Linked DNA regions of Mus musculus: region 1 is linked to region 2. The links are chromatin contacts, called in public promoter capture Hi-C maps. All regions are on one chromosome and are shown on one strand. The core of a region is the stretch at or near the end of the contact, and the rest is flanking DNA. Distances in the headings are between cores, read along the strand shown.

Region 1 (5,119 bases), core at 2,207-4,706, 160 kb after region 2:
TTCATCTGGGGTCGCCATTTTGGAAAAGGGTTGACCCCCATACGTGGGTTGTTTCTGCAGAACGAACACTCTTGGTCTTTGAATACTGTCTGACCCTGGAGTCTCCCTTCAGCAATTTTCAGACCCTTACACCTGCTGCTCAATTTATATAAGTCTCAGCTCCTTCTCCAACACCATGACTGCCTGCATGCAACCACAGGGTTTTTTGCCATGATGATACTAGATTAAAACCTCTGAAACTTCAAGCCAGCCTCAATGAAATATTTGCCTCTATAAGAGTTGCTGTGGAGGGCCAAAAAGTGGGAGTGGGGGGGAGGGTATGGGGGACTTTTGGGATAGCATTAGAAATGTAAATGAGGAAAATACCTAATTAAAAAAAAAAAAAAAAGAGTTGCTGTGGAGCCGGGCATGGTGGTGAACGCCTTTAATCCCAGCACTCAGGAGGCAGAGGGCAGGCAGATTTCTGAGTTCGAGGCCAGCCTGGTCTACAAAGTGAGGTTCCAGGACAGCCAGGGCTACACAGAGAAACCCTGTCTCGAAAAACCAAAAAAAAAAAAAAAAAAAAAAAGAGTTGCTGTGGTCATGTGGTCACAGTGTCTCTTTATAACAACAAAATCCTAACTAAGACACCATGACTACACCCAGACCAATCACTGATAAAGGGGAATAGTGGGCTTAGGACATTCATTGTTACAATAATCCCACAGTAAGGCAGAAATTCACCCTATAGGCAAGTCCACACTGCCTGCCATAGTGTGTCACCTGCATGGCAGGAGGAAGTGGCAGCTGTCATAGAACCCTTTCAATTCTCTTTGTCGTTCCTTCCCACACCAAAGTACTTGGGCTAGGCCAGGGTCAAGATCAAATTCAGGGTCAGGAAACAGGGGAGATGGTTTGCTCTGAGGTAAAATCCATAGTTTTTCTTTACAGAATAACCAAAGAAATAGAGGAATAACTGTGGAGAAATAAATGGGTAAGACCCCAGATCCACCTAAGACAAAGCGACTTCCAGCAAAGCACACACTGAAGCCTCCTGTGGTGATGCACGCCTGTAGTCCCAGCCCAGGGAGGCTGAGGCCAGAGGCTTACTATGAGTTCCAGGCCTGTAGAGCGAGAATTGTCTCGAAAACAAAACGAAACAAAACAATCGCAACAAAAGCAAAACAAAACAAAAACTCATCTCATTTAGTGAGCCCAGCCTACCAAACAATCATTCAAGTTCTTGGCATTAAATAAAAGTTTCACATGATTTTACATGTGTATGTGTTAGTGTGAGAGTATGCCATGGGTGCATATGTGCCTGAAGAGGCCAGAAGAGAGTGTCAAATCCCCTGGGGTTGGAGTCATGGGCAGTTGTGAACCTAATGTGGGTGCTGGGGAAGGGTCAGGCCCCGGGAAGAGCCAGAAGTGCTCCTAGAAGTGCTCCTAGTCACTGGCCCATCTTCTCCAGGCCCGTGTTCCTTCATACGTTTAAGACAGAGTCTCACGGTATAGCCCAGGAATTCACTGAACAGCTTAGGATCATCTCAAGTTCAGGGTGAGTGTTTTAGTCTCTGTATTGCCGAGGACTGACTAAAGGTGCTTTCTAGCACTCCTGGACAGGAGATAGACTGTTTTTGTTTTGGGTTTTGGTGCCAGCATCTTAAGATGTGGCCTAAGCTGGCTTGAAACCTGTGCTCTTTCAGCTTTAACCTCCTGAACTCTGGGATTGCAGCTGGGTACCACCATGGTTTCCTAGAATGGTTTCGTGGCGAAGCTACTGATGCTGGGGCCTGTTTTCCTCCAGCCGTGTCTTGCCCCAAGGCTTTCATGCCTTACTCTGTCTTGTGTTTATTGATCCCCTTGCACTTCTATGGACATCCCTAGGACATGTCTGCCTTGATGCTTGGAAACCAATAGCTGTGGTCAATAGCTTACAACTCCTTATCTGTTTTCTCTCCTAGGCCTGGATCACCGGTGGGTGATCTGCTGATAAAAATCAAAGCATGAGGTAGAATCTGAACAGAGGCACAACTGACAAATCAGTGCATATTTCGAAGGCTGCCTCTTGGGCTGGGATGTATACGTCCCAGTAGCCTAGCGTGAGTGGGACCCTGGGTTGGATCCCTAGCATCCCTTACAGTGGGCATGGTAGTTCACAATGGGGAGGTGAAGGGAGGGGAAAAAGAAGTCCAAGATCACCCTTGCTGTATAGGAGTTTGAGCCAGCCAAGGGTATGGGAGACCACGTCTTGAAAACAAACAGGGCCTTGGAGTGGGCAAAGGTGCCTGCTGCCAGGGCAGACGCCACCTGAGACTGAGGCTCACGTGGTGGAAAGCAAGTCATCTCCACGAGGTTTTTCTCTGGCATGTGTGCTGTGGTGCACACACACACACACACACACACACACCACAAGAAATTAAAAACAAAACCAACCAAATAACCTACTTCTCCAGGAAAACAAAAGCTGGTGTAGGATTTGCGTTTCATGGTACAAGTCTACCCACATCTTCCCTTTAGAATGGTCCATGCCCTGACACGGTGCACCTGAGGGAAAAGGGCAGCACAGTGTCTAGAGTGGCCAAGTGTCAGACATACTGCTTTCTCCACACATCGAAGCTCTAGTTAAACATCCTGCAATCTTCTCCAGAGGAAACTACCCTCATATCTCCCCTGGGACTTGGAATTTGCTTCCTTTTGGTTGGATTTGTTGTTGTTTGGTAGTTCAGGTTGGCCTTGAACTCGTATGCAGCCAAAGAAGCCCTCAAAATGTGGTCCTCCTGTGGCTGCCTCCCAGGTATTTGTTCTGAGATTATGAATTTTTGCCTTCGTGCAAGGCTTGGATTTGGGCCTATGTTTTCATTTCTACTTTTCCCCCTGTTCTGTCTCCTAACTCTGTGAAGTATTGCTGGCTTCTTCATTAAGGGGTGCAGACAGCAATTCCCCCAATCAAGGATGTCTGTACCTTCTGTATGTCTCCAGTGTTGTGTACAAAGAACTTAGTGAGACATCTGTGGCCAATCACTTGAGCTGATTAGTCTAGGACTCACTTCTCAGCGAATCCCAGATTTGATCTTTCTAAGTTCCTGCTCCAAAGTCAAACAGCTGTGTCTCTCTCTCTCCTTTTTGTCATCCTTACACATAGTAGATGAGTGCTGTGAGCAAAATGACCAAGAGTGAGTGATGTAGCTAGAGAGAAAGACCTGATGATAGACTCCAGGCCACATACCAGTCTGGAGGGACAGAGCATTGATAGGACATGAAAGCAGGGGGTTAAATGTTGCTGAAGAAGACTTGCAGTCTAACGATGCTGAAAACCCACAGGTTGAGACAATGCCTTATACTGAGTCAGCTCGCCTTTATAAGCCTGGCACAAGAACTCCAGCAGGCAAAGAGGCCAGGCCTGGAGGGCACCCCCTCCAGGAGTGGGGTGCAGACAAGGGCATGGCATTCCTGCTTGAGCTGTTCTCACCATTGTCTGCCGCCTGACTGGTCACGACTTGTGTGGCATCAGCCTCCTCCTTCCGGCATCCGTTAGACCAACGCTTGCCAGCCCCAGTCTGGATTGTGTCTCTCAGCCTGGCTGTAACTTTCCACTTTCGAGGGGGTGTTGTGAGGGTTTACAAGCCTGAATCTGACAAATACTCTACATCAGAAGCTTCAAGAAATTCTTCTAAAGAGGAAACTGGATTTGGCACCAACTAAAACATAACAAGCGTTAGATAAAAAAATTACAGGAAGTGGCCTGAGAGATAGCCCAGTGAATACAAGACGGACAGACATGCGTGGTGCGTGCCGGGCGTGGTGGCGCACGCCTTTAATCCCAGCACTCGGGAGGCAGAGGCAGGTGGATTTCTGAGTTCGAGGCCAGCCTGGTCTACAGAGTGAGTTCCAGGACAGCCAGGGCTATACAGAGAAACACTGTCTCGGAAAAACAAAAACAAAAACAAACAAACAAACAAACACGGACAGACGGAGCTCCATCCCTGGAGGCACATGGCAGAAAAAAAGAATCAGATCCCCAAAGCTGTTCTTTTGTAAGTGTGTGAGTTTGTGTATACACGAACCCGCATGTGTAAGCACGTACACGCGCACATGCACACACACACACACACACACACACACACACACAGACCCATTCACCCAAGTGCAGCTTCCATCCCTCATTCAAGGAACATCTTTTGCAGTAGATGGGGGCTACGGCTGAGATCCACAGCTGACCAAACGACACAAAGTAAATGCTCACTGGGCGCTCAGCCCCAACGGGAACATCTAGAACACAACTCCTTTGCTTAAACCTCGCGGAACATCTCAGAGGAGGGGACAGAAAGATTGAAAGAGCCAGAGGACCAGGACGTCTCCTGTAAGATGGCGACTTTTGGGTGTGGCAGGGAAGCTGCACCCATGAACTCCAATGACATGGTTGCTTACACAAGACCACACATGCCAGTCAACATGCCAAGGTAGAGGGGGCACGTTGGGGGGGGCGGGGGTGGTGGTGGTGGGGAATCTCACAAGGCTCCATGCTTAGAAAAAGAGCTGGAGGTAGTAAATGGCTGTTGAAAGAGGGGAAGAATAGGGTGTTTTAAGGAATGAGCCCTATGATAGGGTTCCCAGTCAGCCCTAAACAGCCCTATATGTAGGCAACAGTAACTTGATTCAGTAGTGTGTGTGTGTGTGTGTGTGTGTGTGTGTGTGTGTGTGTGAGAAACTACTTTTAAATTATAGAAGGTCTCATGAGTTTGAGAGGGTACAGGAAAGACACAGGAGGACAAGAGAAGGTGGAAAAGGTGTAAATATAGTATTCATATATAAAATCCTCAAATTATTAAAACTGGGAAGAGGAACTGTGAGAAGATAAATTAATGTTTTGTTTTGTTGGTTTTTGTTGTTGTTGTTGTTGTTGTTTTTAATGCAGTAAAGCTGTGATTGGCTGTGCAGACCTTTAATAGCAGCACTTGGAAAAAGGAAACAGGTGGCTCAGGTATTCCAGGCTAGTTCTGATTTCACGAAACCCTGTCTCAAACAACAAAAACAAAAACCAGAGGCTGAGGCTATCGCTCGGTTACGCTAGTGTCTTCCTAGGCTGCCCAAAGCCCTGAGTTCAATTCCCGACACTGAGTAAAGGATACACAGTGGC
Region 2 (5,510 bases), core at 1,401-3,900:
GGGGTACTGGTTAGTTCATATTGTTGTTCCACCTATAGGGTTGCAGACCCCTTTAGCTCCTTGGGTACTTTCTCTAGCTCCTCCATTGGGGGCCCTGTGTTCCATCCAGTAGCTGACTGTGAACATCCACTTCTGTGTTTGCTAGGCACCGGCATAGTCTCACAAGAGACAGCTATATCAGGGTCCTTTTAGCAAAATCTTGCTGGTGTATGCAATGGTGTCAGCGTTTGGAAGCTGATTATGGGATGGATCCCCGGGTGTGGCAGTCTCTAGATGGTCCATCCTTTCGTCTCAGCTCCAAATTTTGTCTCTGTAACTCCTTCCATGGGTGTTTCATTCCCAATTCTAAGAAGGGGCAAAGTGTCCACACTTTGGTCTTCGTTCTTCTTGAGTTTCATGTGTTTTGCAAATTGTATCTTGTATCTTGAGTATTCTAAGTTTCTGGGCTAATATCCACTTATCAGTGAGTACATATTGTGTGAGTTCTTTTGTGATTGGTTTACCTCACTCAGGATGATACCCTCCAGGTCCAACCATTTGCCTAGGAATTTCATAAATTCATTGTTTTTAGTAGCTGAGTAGTACTCCATTGTGTAAATGTACCACATTTTCTGTATCCATTCCTCTGTTGAGGGGCATCTGGGTTCTTTCCAGCTTCTGGCTATTATAAATAAGGCTGCTATGAACATAGTGGAGCATGTGTCCTTCTTACCAGTCACTTATGCATTTCTTGAGTGTGAACTTTGAAGATAACATCACAATGTTGCAGTTAAATGGTTAGACATGCTTGTGAGTATAAATGAAAGTTGATACTTTTGTTTGTGAGTTCCCAGAATTTCTGATAAAGAAAAAGGATAAGGTCATATTATATAGTTAGGTCTTAAGTATGGTCCAAAACTATTTTAACTCTTCTTATTTGAAAATATTCATATATTAAAGGAATATTGTCTTTATGTAGGCCATCTTCACAGGAAATGTTAATTGTGTTGGTATTATTTCTTTTTAATTATTTTAACTGAACTGTGTGCTTGTTTGTAGTATGAATATTTGCCGGTCCCGTATGTTTACATATTGAATCCAGAGGGTAACATCAGGTCTTTTCCTTCATTACTTTCTAGTTCTTTTTTTTCTTCGTCTTCTTCTGAAGCTCCTTCCCTGATTCCCTCTAAACTTCCTGTCTCTCTGTCCTGCCTCACCACTTCACTTCTGTGAGGGTCCCAAGGCCTGATATGCCAGGTGCTTGGCACCTCCAGAACTTCTCAGTCAAATAAACCTCCTTAAGCCTTTATAAAACGTGCTTGCTTCATCTATTTCCTTGTAGTAATGAAAATGAACTAGAACATACGGAATTTTTTCAAAAAAAATATATATGTGTATGTATGTAGATATATGTATATGTATATATTTATATTTGCTTTTTTGAGACAGAGATTTTCTATGTTGACCTCTAGCTGTCGTTGAATACATTACGTAGACCAGTCTGACCCTGAACTCACAGAGATTTGCCTGCCTTTGTTTCCCAAATGCTGGAGTCAATACTCTTTGTTGTTATTGTTTCTTTAATTTTAAAAAATAAGTATTTTTATTTGTGTGTGTATATATATGTGTGAGTGTGAACGTGCTTTCACAACATGGTATGTATGGGGAGATCAGTAGATAACTATGTCAGATCTCTTATTCTACAGTGTGTGTTTCTGCTCATCATGTTGCCCAGGCTGGCCCCCTGACTCCAGGCTCTTGTAGTTTTCTTGCCTGGCAATCCTGAGTAACTGGAATTAAAGGAACAGTGACCTTGCCCTAATTACTAGTTCGAACAAAATTGGTTAGGCTCTTGTTTTGACTAGGGATAGATAATACTAAGGTCAAAGTGCCCGGGACTGCCAGTTATATGTGTATCTAACAGAACTTTCTGCAGTGAGGGAAATGTTCTATATATTTGCACTATCCGTTAATACACTAGTAGCTACATTTTGAACACAGTCTTAGTTAGGATTTCCATTGCTGGGAAGAGACACCATGACCAAGGCATCTCTTAAAAAGGGAAACATTTAATTAGGGCTGCCTTACAGTTCAGCCCCTTATCATCATGGTGGAAAGCATGGTGGAAAGAATAAAAGGATGTGCTGATTTGAGATGGACAACAAGAAGTGAACTACTGAGAGAGATAAGTGGACATTTTGTGCAGGCAGACGTGATGCTGGAGGAGCCAAGAGTTCTATATTTTGGTCAGAATGCTGCCAGGAGGAGGCTCTTTCCACACTGGGTGTAGCTTAAGCTTAAAGCCCACCCCTACAGTGACAGACATACTTCCTCTAATAAGGCCACACCTCCTTTAATAAAGCCTCACTGTCCGTGGCCAAGCATATTCAAGTACCACAAACACCTGGCACAAAAAAGTGAAGCTTAAAAAAATGTATTGATATTTATGTATATGTGTGTATGCCCAAGGGCATGTACATACACCATGTGAATGCAAGGGCCCACAGAGGTCAGAAGAGTCATTAGGTCCCCTGGAACTGAAGTTACAGATAGCTGTGTCCTGCCATGTGGTGACTGGGAAACAAACCCAAGTTCTCTACAAGGACAGTCAGTGCTTTCAAACCACTAAGCCATCTGAAAGTGAATCCTAAGTTTAAATTTTAACCTATTCAAATATTCAGGTTGGTTTGGAACTTACTCCATAGCCTCAGCAGGCCTTGGACTCATGGCAGTCTGCCCTCCTCAGCCTCCTGAGTGCTAGGATTACAGGTATGAGCGACCACGTTCATATATAAGGAAAGAATCACTTTCTTCTTTGTGTTGTTTTGTTTTGAGATAGGACTTTATGCAGCCCAGCTTGGCCTCAAACACATAATGTAGCCTAGGATGATCTTGAACTCCCAGTTGTCCTGCCTCGCCTCGCCAGTGCTGAGAGTACAGTGTTTACTACCATGTCTAGCTAAGAGAATCTACTTTCTTTGCTGAATATTGGTGCTTTAACAAGGTTAAGAGAATAAAAGGATGTGCTGATTTGAGATGGACAACGAGAAGTGAACTACTGAGAGAGTTAATGGATATTTAGAGATATACAGTGCTGACCAATAAACAGCTGTGAATTAAAGCTTAGAGAAGAATGGAAAAGCCCGGGAGATCATTAAAGAATTTAGTAGTCATCTATGTGGAAGTGATAGATGCCCTGCAGAAGAGGAGTACACATTTTTAGGAAAACAGTGTTGTGTCCCCACCTCATTGCTATGACACACATCTGAAGTACTTCAAAGAGAAGAGGAGTTTGTTTTGGCTCATCACTCTGAAGGTTTTAGTTTATAACTGAGAAACCAGTAGTGGTGCAGTGCGGCACCGGCATCTCAGAAGCTCATTCACCTCACAGTTGGGAACCCAACCTTCAGGGTTTGGTATTTCCAAAACCCATTTAAAGGTGTGTCTTATTAGGCCCTTATCTAAAACTTGCTGGCACCTCCCAACAACATTACTGGCTGACCAAGATTATTGTGGTTGTTGTTGTTGTTGTGGTGGTGGTGGTGGTGGTGGTTGTTCTTGTTGCTATTATTATTGTTGTTGTTAGCATTTTGTCTAAGCTCCACCCCACAGTTACCTGGCAACAGCCAAGTGTGCCTGACTCACTATAAAAGGGGATGTTTGCCCCCTCCTCTCTCTCTTGCTCTTGCCTTCTTGATCCCACTCTGTCCTCTTGCCCCTTCCCCCCCCCCTTTCTCCCCATTCACACCCCCACTCCCTCCATGTACTCATGGCCGGCTTCTACTTCTATACTCCTCTTCTTTGGTCGGTCTCTCTCTCTCTCTCTGTGTGCCTTTCTCTGCCTCTACTACCCTCTCAACTCCCCTCCCCATGCCCTGAATAAACTCTATTTTATACTCTTATGTGGCTGGTCCCTCAGGGGGAAGGGATGCCTCAGCATGGGCCCACCAAGGCACCACTTTCCCCCATACCTAACTACACATTCACCAAGCATATCCCCTCTCTCTTTATCCTTTTATAAACACAATAATAATAATAATAATAATAATAATAATAATAATAATAATATAATAAGAATAGTTACTACTATTACTATTATTATTATTATTATTATTATTATTATTATTATTATTATTATTATAGACAGGGTCTCTTTATGTAGCCTTGGCTATCCTGGAACTCACTATGTAGACCAGACTGGCCTCAGACTCACAGAGATCCACCTACCTCTGCCTCCCAAGTGAACATGTGCTACTATGCCCAGCTAGTACCAAAGCTTAACTTTGTGCCTTTGAGGGAAAGTATAGGTGTGTAGATCTAGACTCTAGCAAACATCAAGGGTAGAACCTTGGAAGATGCCCTCACTAAAAACAGGACATAGAGCAAACAAAGGTAATCTGTTTACTATGTGACATTGAAGTCAGTATTAGCTGGGTAGTGGTGCATGCCTTTAATCCTAGCACTTGGAAGGAAGAGACAAGTGGATCTCTGAGTTTCAGGCCAGCCTGGTGTACAGAGCAAGTTCTAGAACAGCCAAAGCTACACGGAGAAACCCTGTCTCAGAAAAGAAATCAATAAAGAAATATTTATTCAAGCAAGTAGTTTCATGGATCCTTTGGTTTGGTCTTACACTGGTTAAGATTAGACATTGTAAGTGAGCAAGCACAAGCTCAAGCTGACTAATTGCCACTCTTAATGTGGCCAACTAGCAATCTGTGAGTATCATCCTACCTATAAAATCACAAGTCTGTCATTAAATGTGAATAGTTAGTCATGTTACTAGTATACATAACAAATTCAAAAAAATCAACATACAAACCTAGAAGAGAACACCATCTGGTGTTCTCTAGTCAGTAGCTGAAATTAATGATACATAAATAGATTTAAACTTTTTTTGTGTGTAGGTCTTTTGGCTGCACATATGTCTGGGTACCATGTATATACGGTGCCCACCCACAGAAACCAGAAGAGGGCATCATATTCCATGGAATTAGAGTTAGAGATAGTTGTGAGCCACCATTTGGGTGCTGGAAACCAAATCTGGGTCCTCTGGAAGAGCAGTCAGAACCTTAATCGTGCCAGTTCTCTAACGTCAAATAGAGTTTATATATAAAAGATTAAGAAGAAATCGTTGAAGAGGATTCTTCAAAGCTTTTAAAAGTACAATATGTATATGTGTGTGCATGCGCGTGCACACACACATGTGTATGGATTCTATAAAGTTTTATCTTTTGTTCAAAAACATTTGAAATCTGACTTGCCATATAAACTTAGTTAACTGAATCAAACAATTAATTAGTTAATTAATCTGTTGGGAGACAGGGTTGTTATTCTGTGTAGCCCTGGCTGTCCTGGAACTCACTGGGTAGACCAGGTTGGCCTTGAACTTGGGGATCCTTCTGCTTCTTCCTCCTGAGTGTTAGGATTAAAGGCTTGCATCACTATTGCTTGCCAAGTTTTTTAAATGAATCTTTTTCATGTGCATTGGTGTTTTTGCCTGCATGTATCTCTGTAAGGGCACCGTATCTCCT

What was found. Capture Hi-C pulls out chosen DNA fragments and counts their contacts.
Region 1: a contact with region 2 is called in a promoter capture Hi-C map of liver. The contact joins two enhancer-like sites. A contact is called at or near these places in 1 of 15 datasets of contacts at CTCF or cohesin (stem cell-derived epiblast-like cells), 1 of 484 Hi-C or Micro-C datasets (nephron progenitors) and 1 of 9 other capture datasets (liver).

What each region holds. Positions count from the first base shown.
Region 1 is chr9:96,409,670-96,414,788 of GRCm38.p6, forward strand. No RefSeq gene overlaps it. Among named protein-coding and RNA genes, the nearest start is that of Gm39409, 15 kb to the left of the region's middle. Within about 2 kb of position 3,457, at least 18 of the 459 cell types and tissues checked have an H3K27ac peak or open chromatin away from gene starts, as enhancers often do. A contact at or near this core is called in liver, where this site is marked.
Region 2 is chr9:96,251,586-96,257,095 of GRCm38.p6, forward strand. All of the region lies in intron 3 of Tfdp2 (transcription factor Dp 2), which reads left to right. Among named protein-coding and RNA genes, the nearest start is that of Gm39408, 29 kb to the right of the region's middle. Within about 2 kb of position 2,651, at least 3 of the 459 cell types and tissues checked have an H3K27ac peak or open chromatin away from gene starts, as enhancers often do. A contact at or near this core is called in liver, where this site is marked.